3 separate regions of the Mus musculus genome follow, and all the other regions are linked to region 2. The links are chromatin contacts, called in public promoter capture Hi-C maps. All regions are on one chromosome and are shown on one strand. Each heading gives the region's core, a stretch centred on a gene start, on an enhancer-like site or on the middle of the called end of the contact. The rest is flanking DNA. Distances are from core to core; before and after follow the strand shown.

What was found. Promoter capture Hi-C pulls out the DNA fragments that hold promoters and counts their contacts.
Region 1: a contact with region 2 is called in a promoter capture Hi-C map of the HPC-7 cell line. The contact joins the promoter of D6Wsu163e here to the promoter of Fgf23 in region 2. A contact is called at or near these places in 21 of 39 promoter capture datasets (the C10 cell line, the HPC-7 cell line, cancer-associated fibroblasts and 12 more), 5 of 15 datasets of contacts at CTCF or cohesin (the NIH/3T3 cell line, embryonic stem cells and hippocampal excitatory neurons), 112 of 484 Hi-C or Micro-C datasets (the 3T3-L1 cell line, the AML12 cell line, the Ba/F3 cell line and 53 more), 37 of 115 datasets of contacts at active chromatin or transcription factors (the 230-238 cell line, the NIH/3T3 cell line, PVALB interneurons and 21 more) and 6 of 9 other capture datasets (adipose tissue, embryonic stem cells, embryonic tail and 3 more).
Region 3: a promoter capture Hi-C map of embryonic stem cells shows a contact between it and region 2, with 2.4 times the contacts expected there. The contact joins the promoter of 1700018A23Rik here to the promoter of Fgf23 in region 2. A contact is called at or near these places in 2 of 39 promoter capture datasets (both in embryonic stem cells), 4 of 115 datasets of contacts at active chromatin or transcription factors (effector CD8 T cells, embryonic stem cells, memory CD8 T cells and 1 more) and 1 of 9 other capture datasets (embryonic stem cells).

What each region holds. Positions count from the first base shown.
Region 1 is chr6:126,938,298-126,941,583 of GRCm38.p6, forward strand. It overlaps D6Wsu163e (DNA segment, Chr 6, Wayne State University 163, expressed), which reads left to right and starts at 1,669. Exons shown (of 14, transcript NM_138594.3): 1 at 1,669-1,729. Rad51ap1 (RAD51 associated protein 1) reads right to left here and starts at 1,290. Exons shown (of 9, transcript NM_009013.4): 1 at 1,197-1,290. The coding sequence starts at 1,213.
Region 2 is chr6:127,071,145-127,074,496 of GRCm38.p6, forward strand. Fgf23 (fibroblast growth factor 23) reads left to right here and starts at 1,758. Exons shown (of 3, transcript NM_022657.4): 1 at 1,758-2,096. The coding sequence starts at 1,886.
Region 3 is chr6:126,820,717-126,823,866 of GRCm38.p6, forward strand. 1700018A23Rik (a long non-coding RNA gene) reads left to right here and starts at 1,471. Exons shown (of 2, transcript XR_378049.4): 1 at 1,471-1,777. Ndufa9 (NADH:ubiquinone oxidoreductase subunit A9) reads right to left here. Exons shown (of 11, transcript NM_025358.3): 11 at 1,147-1,473. The coding sequence ends at 1,303.

The DNA of each region.
Region 1 (3,286 bases), core at 419-2,918, 130 kb before region 2:
CAAAAAAAACCCTAAACTTACTTGCTCCATCTCCACACCACACACACACACACACACACAGTGCCAAAGTCACACACAACTGATAGCATCTCAATTCCCCCCTCCCCCCTGCTTTCGCTCTGGCCACTCCAGTCCCCCTCAGAGCCAACCAACAGCCGGTGGCCTTTATAAAAGTGAAATGAGAATATCTCAGGCCCTCCACCACTGAAACTACAGATTTCCCATTTGTCTCAAATAAAATTCAAACTCCTAAGACCTACAAGCTGCTTTAGATAGATTTAGATAGATTACAACTGCTTTGTAATCTATCTGACTCAGTCCTCAATCCATCCACATGCTTGTTCATCCCACACCTTCAATCTGCTTCTCAAACATGGTGAACCTTGGGCTTTGGCTCCTATTTCATGTGAATGCCCCTTACATTTTACCTAGGTAACGCGTTCATATGATTTAAAGTAAGGCTTTTCTCCTTCCTCCTATGTTACATTGTGGTGTTTATTTTGTTACTCCCCCTTATCTCTCCCCACCCCTCTTCCAATAGAGTGTAGCCTCCAGCTCTTAGTACAATACAGGCCTAGGAGAATTCACTAAGTTTATTGTTGTTTGGTTTTGCAGGACTGGGGTTTGAAGCTGGGGGCCTCTCATCTGCTAGGCAATCACTGGACCACTGGGCCATAGTCTCAGCTATATTCAGTCATTCTACTAAATGGATGGCCAGCCTGGCATCCCGGTTGTGATCACAGAGAGATTCCAACAGTCTAAAGGAAAGCAGATAGGAACTGGGGGTCATGTGACAGGGCACCACGGCTTGAGCTGGAAGTTAAATGGGCCTCTCTGCCTAGGGATTTGAGGGAATAGGCACACCTGCTTTTTCTGTATCGCTCAACGTATGACAGCCACTTAACGCGGTCGCTCGCTGTCGCGTTAAGCGCGACTCAAATGCTAGCCTACCAGGTCCCTCTGGAGTGGGGTGACTCAGGGGCGACAGCTGCAGAAGGAGGCCGAGGGGCGGCAAGCGAGATGCCAGGCGGGCTCCTCTGAGCAGCGGGTGGCTCTCACCGGAGACTGGCGACGAGCACCCACCCAATCGCGCTGCCCTCTGTCGGATCTCGTCCTCTCCCGCAACCATGCATGACAGTGGCCCCCATCGTCCCCGTCCTTCCTCTCTGCCCCGCGGGACGTCACCAACCACTCACCTGATAGGACGCACCATGGTGCCCTGCCTAGAGCAGCAGTGCTCTGGAGCTGGGGAGCAGCTGTGGCGGTTTCAATTCCCGCCGAAAACCAGACGTCGCGCTCCACGCCCCGCTGCGCCAGCCCGCCAATCACCGCTCGCCTGCCTGAGGCGGCGCCTGCGTGCTGAAGAGAGGGCGCCTGCGCACACACACCGTGGCCCGGGCACGCCATCCTGGATCCTGTCTGCTCAGACTTAGCTTTTGTTTTGATACTGCACTTTCGTCACAATTGCGATTTGGTACCGAGTCTAAAATACAATATAAAAATAGCGACACGCCTCCAATATTTAGAATGACTAACTTAAAAATAACTGGAACAAAGGGGGTCTTGGATAGGCGTTTTCCTTGGCGCTTGAGGAAAGAGAAACATGAGTTCCGAATCTGCCAAAGTGGATCTATTGGAGGTTAAAAAAAAAAAAGCAAGAAGTCAGCTGACTTATTTGGGCAGTTCTGCGTTGACAGCTCCAAGTGTGCTTTGGTGTCTGATGAGAGAGGTGAGTTCGAGCCCACAGCGAAGAAGCCCCTTCAGTGTGGAGGACCCAATGACGGTATCTGGTACAGACTTAAAGAACAGAAGGAGTCTTCTAAGGGCCATCTAAAGTGCTGGAGTGCAGCTTGCCATTGCCAGTTCAGTGTTTGTGGTCAACTAGGCTTGTCGTTTTGCATGTTGCTCTGACAGGGTGTAGGCACACCCAGAGAATTCGGAGACGTAAACTGGATTACGATGAATTGTATCCTGAGAGCAACAGACCACAGGAACAAAGAGTAACATGAAAACGTGTGTTTTTATTGGTTTTGTTCTGTTTCATGTTACAATGTATTCTAATTACTGTCTCACCTTATGTCGCACCTGTCCCTACTAACTTGCCCATCCCTCTAATCTCTGCATTTCCACCAGTCCCCTTTCTAGATTCATGTCGTTGGGTTTTTTTTGTTTTGGTTTGGTTTTGTTTGTTTTTGTGACCCTATATCTTAATTAGACCAGACTATTGAATTGCGACTACTCATTGGAGCCTGGTGGGGGCACCCGTGGGCACACAACTGAAAAATAACTTCCCTTTTCCTGAATCTGCCCATAGAAAACAGTTCCTTAATGACACATGGGTCATTCTGAGTCGTCTTCTCTCTTCCCTCTGCTGCTGCTGAGGCTAATCTTATGCAGACCTCTGACACTGCAGTGAGTTTACTGCTGTAATGGCAGCGTCTTGTCAGAAGGTGGCATTTTGTCTTCCTCTCTATGATCTGGTTCCTCTATTTTTCCACTTCCTATTCTGCAGTGTTCCTTGAACCTTCACAGAGGTGGTATAAATGCCTTGTTTAGGGCCGAGTCCCCATCCATCACATGTTCTCACCTTGTGGCACCTGGAGTCTGTACATTCATTATAGTTCACTGGAAAGAGACAATTCTCTGATTAAGTCTGGGAGTAGCACTTGTCGTGGGTATAGACATGGTGGTTTGACAGTGTCCATTTAACTGAACAACAGTATTTATGTTCCCCCCCAGGGCCCATCATCTTCCCTGCTATGGGTTTCCAACAGGAATCATAGTGCCAGGCAGGGGTATGCTCCTATAGAGCTGACCTCAAATCCAGTCAGAGCAAATTGGATACCCTCATAATGGTACCCTAGTGCCCAGATGAGCATGTCTTGCCTGGCAGGTTAGTAGAGTTCATAGAGTCCACAGCTGGGTTGGACCAGTAATGAAATTTCTCTTATAGCAGCCTCCTTAGTATCTTCAAGGACCATAAAAGATAGCCAGCAAAGAGGAAGCTTCCAGCAGAGTTCCAGCTTGGCTTTTTTATATCATCAATTGAGCTGTGCAGTGTCTTTAACAACAGAGTTTATCATCTAGTTTTTATGGACGACCAAGAACAATGACAACAATCTCTACTGTCCTGGGAGTTCATATATATATATATATATATATATATATATATATATATATATATAAATGCATACATATATATGTACATATATGTGTGTATACATAGACTGATGGCTAGCTCTTTAAGGGACCTCGACTCCTACTGTCTTTACTGCATTTTCTTTTC
Region 2 (3,352 bases), core at 508-3,007:
TCACGTATAACATTAAAGTATTAGCGCTGGGGAGATGGCTCGGTTAGCAAAGCACTTGCCACATAAGTGTGAGGACTTGAGTTTGATGCCCAGGGCCCACTTACAATCTTATAATCTCAATCTGGGAAAGGAGAAGCAGGAGGACGCCAGGGGCTCGCTGCTATAAGGTGCACAGCTCCTGAGGAGCAACCCTGAGGTTGCCTGCTGATCCTACTCAAACACATATACATACACACATGAACACTCTCAGAAATGGCAACACACACATACACACACACATTTGTTTTGAAGTCCAGCCTTAGTGAACACATCTTTAATCGCAGCAATCAGGAGACTGAAGCAGACAGAGCTCCGTGAGTTTGAGGCCAGTTAGGGCTACATAGTGAGGCCCTGTCTTGGTAAATAAGTAAGTTAATAATAAATACAAGTTTTAAATGGTAATAGCACAGTGTGCCTGTCTTATAGAGTTGCAGTGAAGCTCAAAGAACTAGTGGATGAGAAAACACTCTGTAAACCACAGAAGCCTGGACCCAACTGGAACTGGAGGTGGAACGGGCATCTCCACTTGCCTTGGCGTGTGCAAGCATCCATGTGCTTTACACGATGGCTACTCGTCTTTATCTGCTTCCTCCGCTTGATTTGTCACATCTTGCTCTCTCTTCCATCCGCTTTGATGTCTATCTTGTGGGATACTCATCTGTTGTAGGAACTCAGTAACCTGGGACACTGAGTGAGCAGTCCTTTTCTTGTGGCCATATACTGCTGATGTCTGTTCCAGCAGTCTGCCTTCCAATGGACTGTGTGTGTTAGTCTGCCTTCAACCTCCTACCCCACACACCACACCCCACACCCCACACCGCTGCATCAGACGCACCTCCACAGAGGGCATGCACAGAGCAATTTCTGCAGTGAGGCATCCACTCATACAAGGTCCCAGGGTGTGGACATGGGCTGGGGAGGTGCCCAGTCCTGCAGCTCCTGGATGCTTCCTGCCCTCTGATTCCTCTGATCAGCCAGCAGTGCCGTTCCAGTCCTCCAAATGAGTCTCCTTCCTATTGGCAAAGCCATAATTGCCAGTTTAGTTCCCTGCCTCATCCAGACGAGGGAAACTGAGAAACCAGATCTTGCCATTTTTGCTGACCTCAAGACCTTGTTTTCTTTCTTCTTGCCTTGAGGTCTTTGGGAATGGTGATGGGAGGTGTTGAGCTCATGCTCCCACCTAACACCCTTCCTGGGGTTTGTGTATGGGGGTAGGGGGGAGTCTCATTTGCCTGATAGCATCACTTATGACCATATATCAAGACACTTGCCAGATGCAACAGCCAGGAGTAAGCTCCAAGAACACACTTGGCAGCTGGAGGAAAAGGGCTTAAGCAAACCAAAACAAGGACACTGGAGGGAGATGAGTTAGCGAGGAGGCGGCTTTCTGGTTTTCTGGGGTTTTTTTTGTTTGTTTGTTTCAGTACTGCTGGCTGCCTTCACACTTCCTGATGGAAGTGGGGACAGGTCAACAAATGACCCAGGGTCACAGATAACTTTTGCCCACACATCATTCACTTATGGGAGCACTGGCTTGAAATTGAGGGGTGTGTGCGTGCATGTATGTGTGTGCCTGGAACTGACGCGCCTTCCGCAAGCCTAAGAAGTCTGGGCTTTTTCTTTGAATGGATGATTACAACACAGAGGATGTGGCGGCATTGTTTTTCCTGCTTGATGTCACACCACCACCCTTTAAAAGTCCCGGGGAAAAAAGGAGGGAATCTAGCCCAGGATCCCCACCTCAGTTCTCAGCTTCTTCCTAGGAAGAAGAGAAAGGCCAGCAAGGGCCCAGCCTGTCTGGGAGTGTCAGATTTCAAACTCAGCATTAGCCACTCAGTGCTGTGCAATGCTAGGGACCTGCCTTAGACTCCTGGTGGGCGTGCTCTGCACTGTCTGCAGCTTGGGCACTGCTAGAGCCTATCCGGACACTTCCCCATTGCTTGGCTCCAACTGGGGAAGCCTGACCCACCTGTACACGGCTACAGCCAGGACCAGCTATCACCTACAGATCCATAGGGATGGTCATGTAGATGGCACCCCCCATCAGACCATCTACAGTGAGTATGGGTTCCAGGTTGGGAAGAGGGGAAACTCTCTGCTGTTGACCTACAGAGGTATTGGGGAAACCTTGGGCTAGATAAATTGTCTAGTTTCTTGTATGCATAGTTTTGGGGTGTGTGTGTGTGTGTGTGTGTGTGTGTGTAACCTAAAAGGAAGATTTTTTTTCTTCCCCTTTATTATTTGACTCACAAGTTTTTCTCAACCTGAATAATTGCTATTGTAACCCATTTCCAATAATGAGAGATAATTTTCTTTTCTTCTGCTCAAGAATTAGAGGGAAAGATGGACAGAAAGACAAGGGCTCAAAGAGAAGAATAACCCAGACAGAACTTAACTGGGAGAGACTAGTCAGGGTTACATTGTGAGACTGTCTGGAAACTAAAGCAAACCTTCTCAAGAGACATTATGTTAAAGACAGACCACCAAGCTGCTTTGTCTTAGCAAGTCTGACTGAATGCATCCACTCAGCAGGTGTGCAGGGTACTTCAGAAGCGTCCTGTGTGGTTGGTTGGTGGTTCTTCTCTGAGAAGCTGAAATGTGTTTAGTTGCTAACAAAACTGATTAGCTAGTGGTGAACTCACTGGTGATGTGAAACAATTGGAATATTCTTAAGGATGGAGTCTATGGAAAATTGGATCACTAATCATACCTGTCAATCAACCAGATGTATTCAACTGAAAGCCCCTTCCAGCATAAGGAATAACACATAGAAAATAGAGTGGCAAGAGAGATGGGTATTGGAAGAGACACATGTTCTATGTTACAGACAAGCAAAAAGTATTCTAAATGGGGCTGGAGAAATGGCTCAGCAGCTAAGGGCACTTGCTGCTCTTACAGAGGGTCCAGGTCCAGTCTAGCACCCAAGTGGTAGCTTATAGCAATCTATAACTCCAATTCCGGGAGGTTCAATGCCCTCTTCTGACCTCTGATGGCACTGAAGAAATGTGGTACACAGAAATACAAGCAGACAAGACAGCTATACACAAAGAATAAGACAAAACAAAACTGAAAAATTACTCCAAGAGGGTACAGAAGATGCAGCTAGGCTCTGTGCCATGTAGAGCACTGAGCAGTGGCAGTTTGCACTTCACTAAAGAACTTTCTGTAAGGATTATGATCGCCTCTGTGCTGTTGTAGTAGGTGAGCCCATTTCCTGGATGTGGCCTTGCTGTGCGAACAATCTTCTCTCTGCTAGAAACCAACAGACCTTAAACCTAGCAGCCAGGTACAGGCACACGCAAAGCCAGCAGCT
Region 3 (3,150 bases), core at 221-2,720, 250 kb before region 2:
CCCACCCCCCACCCCCGGCTTCTGATGGCGGGGAAGGTACTGCCAGATGCATACAAACACTCCCCTGCTACACAGGAGCAGATCTATTTGTCCTCTGAATAAACATGGACAGCCCTGCACACAACCCAGGTGGCTTCACACACTTGAAAACGTCCTCGCATCTCCCCAACCATCTGCTTTAGTGGTGTCCAGTCTAGTCTTCTCTCTGCCCTCTCTCCTTTCCCAAAGGGTCCCCTTTCCTTCCTTGCAGCATCTTTCTAGGTAAAAGCCTTCACTTACTATGCCTGGACTTGTTTCTCTTAAATGCTCCCCACCTTCCTAACCCACAACTCTCACTCTCTTGGACCTCTTCCTTCTCGGGGAAGGGTTCCTCAAATACACTTTGTGCTCCACTACACCTCCCGTGCACTCCATAACCTTCTAGGATGTAAACCTGACAGGCTTTGTCCATTCATCCTTCATGGTTTCCTGAAACAAACCACAGGTTTTACAGTGAGATTCAGATCAGCTATGTACGGAAAGTCATTCGACTTCTTAGTCTGTTATTACTCAAAAACCTGGAGTCCCTCCCTCCCTCCCTCTCTTTCCCTCCCTCCTTCTCCCTCTTCCTCCCTCGCTCCTTCCCTCCCTCCCTCCCTTTTAGAAACAGCAGCTACTGGTTTGCTCCAAAGTTCCCATGGATACTCACTGCCAGTGTGGTAGAAGCCCTGGCTTGGTTTAGGTGACCACATCTTCTGTCATCATGAGTGACCACTGTTGTCACAAAAGAGGTTGAGGGGAAGGGTGTGGCTCATATTTAAGAAGCTTGCCTTAAATGTACAAGGCCCTGGGTTCGATGCCCAGCACTCCATAAAAGAAAAAACGAGGTTGCATTCCCTGCTCCCTTCTCCTCTCTTCCTCTCTCTACCATGAGATGACACACCATGGGTTCCACCACATGACAACAGGCCACCCTTACAATCAAGTCTAAAGCACTTCAAGTGTGAGTGAATTCAGATCAGCTGTAGGTGTCTATGTGCTCATTTATACCAAATGCTTCTAGATAACCATGCAGCCTGAGATCATAGCAATATTTCCACTTTGAGGATAGGGCCTTGGTATAAGAATTCCAAACCCTCTAACATTTCAGAGAACAGTTGTGTGTGTCGATATTATATATAGTTATTTAATAGAAAACAAGCCTCAGTTCTGAATGGCTGTGAGTTCCTCTCTGATCAGTCAAGAAAGACACTTGCAATAGACCGAATCCTCGGATATTTAATAGAGTGACTCTTTTACTGCACACAGGTGACCTGGGTGACACTAATAGTTGACTGTCTTGGCAGGCTTGGTTTCCTCGATCTCAGAAGACAGCCATCGGTAGGTACGATGCCGCCGTAGCACCTCAATGGACTTGAGCTCCAGTGGTGTGGGCTGAACACCAAGATCTTCCAGGCCAGGCAGGTCGGTCGGCATCACGTCTGAGATATGTATCTGTGACAAAGAGACACAGAGAATGCTGAGACAGAGTGCCACCCCTCAGACCCCCAAGCTGGCCTGAGGCTCATCACTGAGGCAAGGGTCGTCAGAGACCCCACAACAATCTTTGATTCTGGAACTCACAAAAGCAGAACAAATAAGAAATCATCATCAAAGGCCTGAGGCAGGTCTCCCATACCCCAGAACCACAGGACAGAGACCCTGAAAGAGCAGCCCCACAGGCACATGTGCGCAGAGCTGAGCCTAGTGAACGTGGCAGGAGCTATCTCTCCACCTAGAGATTCAGATAAGAGCTAAGGTAGGAGACCTCTGCACCCCCATTTTCTTATGCTGGATCGCTGGGCTATAGCTATTTCAGTTTTAACTTTTTGGTCTGGTTTAGGGATTCTGACACAGTGTCTCACACTGGAACTCCTAGGAACCCACTATGTAGCCCAGGCTGACCTCAAACTTGTAGTACTGCTTCTGTCTCAGCCTCCCAAGTGTTGGGACTGCAGTTATAACATCATGCCTAGACCCATTAGCCTTTTTTGCTCCAATTATACTCAACTATGCTCACCACAAAGCCTGAAGCCAAACCAGTCTTGTTTAAGGAAGGATGAACAAGGCAGCCCCGTGCATCACAAAGCACCAAAGCAGATTCCTCTGTGCATGGACCTCAAGCAGGTCCCATCCTGTGACCTCCACAAAGAGCAACGCAGAGAGGACCCCAGTGTGTTTACTGCCTGCTCTAGGGCATTCTGCAAGCCAAACCCAGAGCCTGTCTGTCTATTATATTCATACTTTCTCAGTTGCCAAGGTAAGAGCAAGTGTCCGACAACGGGGCTCACGGCCACGGAAAGGACACCATGGAGATGTGTCTGCTTTTAAGGCAGTCTATCAGAGGGATGCTGTTCCCTGGGACTGGTAGCAATTCTTTGCTATGCTTCGGCTCTTAGGGGATGGTTTGGCTGCATCTCACCAACAGAAAGAAAATCTACAGTTCTCAGGCTGAGATGCTGTCATGTGCTTACTTGGCATCTTCCCAGTGAGATTTGAGTATGCAGGAAGCAGATAATCAATGAGTCAGACAAGACTTGAGAAGGAAGAGCCAGGGCTTTAGACTCGGCATACTGCAGGCAGACAAGATTGGCAGCAAGAGGCTCACTGAGAGAGGAAAGAGGACTGTTGCCTGGGTAACAGCAGGCAGAGGAGAGATAGTTATGCGCTCTGCCTTTAGTATGTAGCAAAGTTCCAATATTACTAGAAGCATGTTCCTAATGATGAACAGGAAGGCAGGAATGAGGAGTGACCCGACCTGGCATCTGCTGAGGGCTGCTGTCCCTTGATCATCTAACACAGAAGCCATTTAGTCAAGCATAATTCAAATCTCACTTTCAGTGAACCAAAATTACATATAGCTCAAATCTGATGTCTGCAGTCATGGTAGCCATATATCAAGTCCTTCCCATCGCACACGGCTCCTGGCAATGTGCTGGGACAGACGCAGAGCACCCTGAGCACTGCAGGGTGGGGCAATGATGGCTTAGGAACCAAAACTGCAGGGGATCACTCCATGTCTTAACACGGACAGCACAGAAAGGGCCGTCACTGAGGCGAGAGTTCAAGGACAGAACACAAGCTTGCAACAGCAAGAAACAGCACAGGTCTCTGGTCCCTGCATGGGAGAGG